Linked DNA regions of Mus musculus: region 1 is linked to region 2. Evidence: chromatin contacts called from public promoter capture Hi-C data. All regions are on one chromosome and are shown on one strand. Each heading gives the region's core, a stretch centred on a gene start, on an enhancer-like site or on the middle of the called end of the contact. The rest is flanking DNA. Distances are from core to core; before and after follow the strand shown.

The links. Promoter capture Hi-C pulls out the DNA fragments that hold promoters and counts their contacts.
Region 1: a promoter capture Hi-C map of hippocampal neurons shows a contact between it and region 2, with 2.9 times the contacts expected there. The contact joins the promoter of Ceacam2 here to the promoter of Lypd4 in region 2. A contact is called at or near these places in 2 of 39 promoter capture datasets (hematopoietic stem and progenitor cells and hippocampal neurons).

Annotation. Positions count from the first base shown.
Region 1 is chr7:25,538,747-25,541,564 of GRCm38.p6, reverse strand. It overlaps Ceacam2 (carcinoembryonic antigen-related cell adhesion molecule 2), which reads left to right and starts at 1,561. Exons shown (of 9, transcript NM_001113368.1): 1 at 1,561-1,864; 2 at 2,632-2,818. The coding sequence starts at 1,801. All of the region lies in intron 6 of 4732471J01Rik (RIKEN cDNA 4732471J01 gene), which reads right to left.
Region 2 is chr7:24,867,920-24,871,142 of GRCm38.p6, reverse strand. It overlaps Lypd4 (Ly6/Plaur domain containing 4), which reads left to right and starts at 1,452. Exons shown (of 5, transcript NM_182785.3): 1 at 1,452-1,614. It overlaps Dmrtc2 (doublesex and mab-3 related transcription factor like family C2), which reads right to left and starts at 1,086. Exons shown (of 9, transcript NM_027732.2): 1 at 971-1,086.

The DNA of each region.
Region 1 (2,818 bases), core at 312-2,811, 670 kb before region 2:
AAATGTTTTCCCCTTTCCAGGTCTCCCCTTCAGAAATCCCCTATCCTCACCTCCCTTCCCCTACCTCTAAGAGGATGGTCCCACACCCACCCACTCTCATTCTCCTGCCCTGGCATTCCCCTACACTGGAATATTGAACAGCCTCAGGCCTGAGGGCCTCTCCTCCCACTGATATCCAATAAGGCCATCTTCTGCCACATGTGTGGCCAGGGCCATGGGTCACTAATGGATACAGAAAATGTGGTATATTACACAACAGACTACCAATCAGCCATTAAAAACAATGACTTCATGAAATTCATAGGCAAATGGATGGAACTTGAGAATATCATCCTGAGTGAGGTAACTCAGTCACAAAGGAACAAACAAACAAGATATTTACTCACTGATAAGTGGATATTAGCCCAAAAGTTCAGAATACCCAAGATTCAATTCACAGACTATATGAAGCCTAAGAAGAAGGAAGACCAAAGTGTGGATGCTTCACTGCTTCTTAGAAGGGTGAACAAAATCTTCACAGGAGGAAATACGGAGACAAAGTGTGGAGCAGAGACTGAAGGAAAGGCCATCCAGAGACTGCCCCACCTGGGGATCCATTCAACATATAGCCACCAAACCCATATGCGATAGTGGATGCCAGGAAGTGCTAGCTGATGGAAGCCGGATCTGTCTGTCTCCTAAGAAGCTCTACCAGAGCCTGACAAGTACAGAGGCAAGGTGGAAGCTCACAATCAACCATTGGACTGAGCATGGGGTCCCTGATGGAGGAGTTGGAGAAGGGACTGAAGGAGCCGAGGGGGGTTTGCAGCCCAGTGGAGGGAGCAACAGTGCCAAGAGGCCAGACCCCCACAGAGCTCCCGGGATCTGGATGACCAACGAAAGAATACGCAAGAACCTATCTTGCAACCTGGATTGCAGTTTCCATCCCAGTTGACACAACTGGAGCCAGCTCCCTCACGTAACCATACTCTGTCCTACTGGCTTTTTCCTGTATCTCTGAGAACTCCATTCTGCAAGGACAACCAATGTGGTCCCTTCCATCCTCCATCATCCATGGGAGAGATGGGAAATCCCAGGGCATTCACCAAGGAGAACAAAGCCATCCTGGGAATGTTACGGAGAGCATGGGCAGACCTGAATCACATTTGGCCAGCACCGGAAGCTGGGGAGGTCTTCCTGGCGCCCTCTATAGGAAGATGGAGCACACAGTCCTCTTTCCAGGACACACAGGTCACCTCCTCCTGCACACCCAGGATATGAAGCCCCTGAGACAACTTGTATCCTAGGATCAGACACATGACTGGTGTCATCAGTGACGATGGATCAGGTCCTACCCAGTCATCACTCAGCTAGGCCTTTCCTTAACCCTCCAGATAACTCTGCCACTTCCTGCCTGGAGTAAACCACACTTTGAGTGAGCACTGAGAACAGGGCACACAGGGCTCCCCTGAGGTTTATGTCACTCTAGGCTACAGGAAGTGCTGGAACTCCCTCTGCTGCTGACAGCCCCAAGGCCAGGGTATAGGACACATCTCAGCCTTTCTGCTCAGAGTATGTTCTAGAACACTGCTCAGAGTATGTTCTAGAACAATGAACTGGGAAGAGAGGAATAGAAGGATGGGAGGCCCGCACTGACAGAACAGCATTGTTAGAGTCACAGGCTCCACCCCCACCCCACGTGAATCTGGGAGGTGCCCTTCTCTGGGAGGAGAATCAATTCTGCTATGAAAAGCAGGGCAGATATCAGGGCAGCCAGGCTTAGCAGTAGTGTTGGAGAAGAAGCTAGCAGGCAGAAGAGACATGGAGCTGGCCTCAGCACATCTCCACAAAGGGCAGGTTCCCTGGTTTGGACTACTGCTCACAGGTAAGGAGATATTCCTTCCCAGTAGAGAGCAGGGGAGCTCAGAGACTGGCTGGGGTCTTCTGGGAGAGGAAAGGAACCTGAGAAGGGACATCTGGCTTCTGCTTGAAGCTTGACGGCAACAGGAAGCTCTCAGTGAGTGTGAATTGGCTAGTGGTGAGGAGAAACTCAGTTCTTCCCTATTGTTAAGTTTATCGCACTGGCTAGGATATCCTGAAGACTGAAGTCCACAACTCTGTCAGGGTGACTCTCCACATAAAAACCAAACTGGGGCAAGTAAATAGAATTATTGCATACTACACTAAGAAATTTGCAAATACACTAGGCTCTGGGACACTGATTTGCAAAGAGGTATATGAGCATGTTCCAAGCAGCAAGGGTTAAGCCAAAATCTACCTAGCCCTCCTCACAAAGCCCTAGTTCTATGTGCAGAACGGCAGACCTGCGAGGGCATCTAGGTGGGGTCAGGTTGGCAAGCACTTCAGAAAAAAACAAAGAAGAGAAAGGCCAGAAAATGAAGGCGCAGGGTCTTTAGAGGAGGAGGTCAGAGAAGATAGGCCTACACTCAGCAAAGACTCTGAGTGTGAGCTGGGATCTGAGGGCAGTGAGCAGTGAGCTGTGTGAATGCCGGAGAAGAGCGTTTCCTACAGTGGAAAGATGAGGAATGGAGGTGATCTGCTGGCCACCACCCAATAGGACACAGGCACAGCAAGGCTGAGAGGTTTTGCAAAGGTCCTAAGATTGATAGGTCTTTCTCTCTTCCCTCTTAGCCTCACTTTTAGCCTCCTGGAGCCCTCCCACCACTGCACAAGTGACTGTTATGGCTTTTCCACTCCACGCTGCTGAAGGCAACAATGTTATTCTAGTTGTTTACAATATGATGAAGGGAGTCTCGGCCTTTAGCTGGCACAAGGGATCTACTACGTCTACAAATGCTGAAATTGTACGATTTGTAAC
Region 2 (3,223 bases), core at 203-2,702:
TGCTTGCTAGATATTTTATTCAGACTCCATTAGTTTAACAAATATTTACTAAACCACGCATGCTAGCTGAGATCTGTAATCCCGACAGGAGTGTAAGGCAGGGATATTGTTGTGAGTTCTAGGCCAGTTTGGGCAATTGACTATCTTTACAAAAAAAAAAAAAAAGAAAGAAAGAAAAGAAAAGAAAAGAAAAGAAAAGAAAAGAAAAGAAAAGAAAAGAAAAGAAAAGAAAGCCGGGCAGTGGTGGCGCACGCCTTTAATCCCAGCACTTGGGAGGCAGAGGCAGGCGGATTTCTGAGTTCGAGGCCAGCCTGGTCTACAGAGTGAGTTCCAGGACGGCCAGGGCTACACAGAGAAACCCTGTCTCGATCCCCCCTCCCAAATCAACAACAACAAAACCTGACTGAGTGTGGTGGCAGACTCTTAAGAGTACAGGTTTGTGGGGTAGAGGCAGGAGGATCAGTAGTTTTTGGGCTACATGAGACCCTGTCATAGATACAAAACAAACAAACAAACAAACAAACAAACAAAGATCCCCCTTCCCAAATGGCTACTGAGTCCCTGCTAAGTGCGGAGTCCTGATGTAGGCCAAAGGTGTTCTCAGGACGCCACTTTCTTGTACCCAGCTGCATGGGCGTCTTGACAATCCATGTAGCCACTGCAGCCTGAGGCGCTTACGCCCCTATACCCCGTGTTAATAGCATGCACTGCCCCTTCCCAAGCAAGCATTACTTGGGTGCCCCCCTTCCAGCAGTCATCCATCACCCCCAAACGCTGGGCCTGCGGCCCCTCCCGCCCCAGGGTCCCAGGGAGGGGGCTGGGCACGAGGACCGCGCTCAGGAGGTGGGGGTGGGGGGTAGAGCTGAGCAGCGCGAGGGGGCAACAAGGGGAGGCCATGGTGGGGACCCAGCTCAGGAGAGGCGGGGCAAGGAGGGGCGGTATGATGTTCATGCCGCCAGCGGGTGGTTACCACAGCCTCGAGCCGAATCACAGTCAGCCAGGAGAAGGCCCAGAGAAAAGGGCGACACAGTGGCGAAGAGGAACGGCCGGCTCGAGCGGCTTTTCCCGCTCGCTCCTTCACACAAGGACCAATGAGCTCCAAGCACAGCGCTTCGGCGGCGCCGCGCAGCCAATAGGGTTTGCAATCGTCCCCCGATGGCCCGCCCCTTTCTTGCCTACCCGCTTCTCCGCGGCAACAATCACGCCAGCCAATAGCGCGTCGAGTTGAGTCTCACACACGTTGCCTTCCTCCTTTACCTCACCAGACTGTTCTTCACTTTGCAAGCAGGCAGCCAATGGGGCGTCGAATGACCTCAGCCAGAGCGAGGCTGGCCCTGCCCCACCCTGCCCCCCCACCGCAGGAACCGTGGTCCTGAGGCGTTGACTCAGACCCACTGCGCTTGCGCCTGCGCATAACCTGGGCTCCGCGCTTAGGCCTCCTTCGGCTCCCCCTCCATGCCTGGTGTTTAGGGCAGGCTTTTTAGCCTGCCTTTTGCCACGCACATCTGGGTTACAGCACCCGGGTGTCTGTGGCATTCCTGGCTAAAGAAGGTGGCAGAAGTGACTTCCAGCTGGACTACTGCTATACAGAGGATGTGTCCTGGAGCTGGAAAGGTGCTTTCTGCCCAGCCTGGGGTGTTGGGATTGCTTAATGGTGGGTTGAACAGAGGCTGAGTTTACATCGGGAGGAGGGAGCTCAAAAGAAGTGAACGCTTAAGCGGTTGGCCTTCTGGTACTCGTCTGAATAATCTTATTATTATTCACAATGACCCGGAGGGATGAATAGCCCTACGTTTTTTGTTTTTTTTTGTGAATGAAGAAGAGATTGACAAAGTGCCCGAGATTTCCCAGCTAATTGAACTCGGACTTGGAGATTACAAGTTTGGTTTAGCTTGGAGAGCGCTGAGCCTGGCAACGTTGTAGCCCCTCCCACGCGGTTTCAATTATTTCGCCATCCTGTGCATCTCCATTCCCGTAGGCAGTCGTCCTAAGGTGGTTAGTTGTGTGTCTTCTGATTTTGTGTGTGACCTCTAGAGATGTATAGCGTCTTGAATACACGAGAATTTTGTGGATGTGGTCATGTCTTATTTAATGACAGCACTGTGCTTTTCGTGGTTAACCCACGTGCATGTGTACATCTATACTTTTTAAAAATTGTTACTATTTCATGTGCTTTGGTGTGAGCTGTTGGATCCCTGGAACTGGAGTTAAAGAAAGTTGTGAGCTCTTTGTGTAGGTGCTGGGAATTGAACCTGGGACTTCTGGAAGAGCAATCAGTGCTCTTAATCGCTGGGCCACTAATCAGGCTGGCCTCAAACTAAAAGTTTCACCTGCCCCTGACTCCGGAGTGCTGGAACTAAAGGCCTTTGCCACCACTGCCCGGCGGCTGCATGTGTACATCAATTGCTTCTGTGGTGTGCTGTTCTGTGGTGTGTGCCTCCCTGCAGGTTGTGCACTCCCTTAGTTTTAAGAGGGGTGAACCTCTTACCTGTCACATCACACAACGATGTCTCCTCATGTATTGGAGGGTGAAGATTTTTATTATAGTTATCTAGTGGGTATTTATAAACCGAATTTGACTATTGTAAAACTTCTCCCTGCACTAGGCTTCAGGCACTGCTGGGAACTCCCAATTCCTCTTTTCCCAGGGGTCCCATCCACTCTTCCCTCAATCACTCCACAAACAACAGTGTACAGAAGTGTCTTTATTACCTCAAGTCTGCCAACAGTCGCCCCTTTCCAGCTCACTGATTGCTGTCAGCCTGTGAGTTGTATAATGATACAGTTCGCAAGATAATTGCATTTCCCAGGCTATGGTTAGACTTGAGCACCTCCTCAAAAGCCCAGTCTTGACTCTTTGAGAGGATAGTTTGTTTCTTCATGGGCTTAGCCGAACTTCCCTCTCTTTTTCTTGGTGATGTATAGAAGAGCCTTCGTTTTGTCAGTTTAAAGTAATACATATTTTCTTATGCAATTTGCTTTGAATACGATTGTATGTTTTGTGTAGTTTTTGTTGTTTTGTTTATGTTTGACACAGGGAAGGCTGGGCTAGCCTTGAACGTGTTATGGAGTTCAAGGTGATCTTTAGCTTCTGGTTCTCCAGTCTCCCCCTTACAAGTGTTGGGGTTATAGGCATATACCATCATGTTATATTATCATGAAATCGATGGCGTAATACTGTAACTAGACCATATTTAGTTTCCTGCAGATTTTATCTGCATCT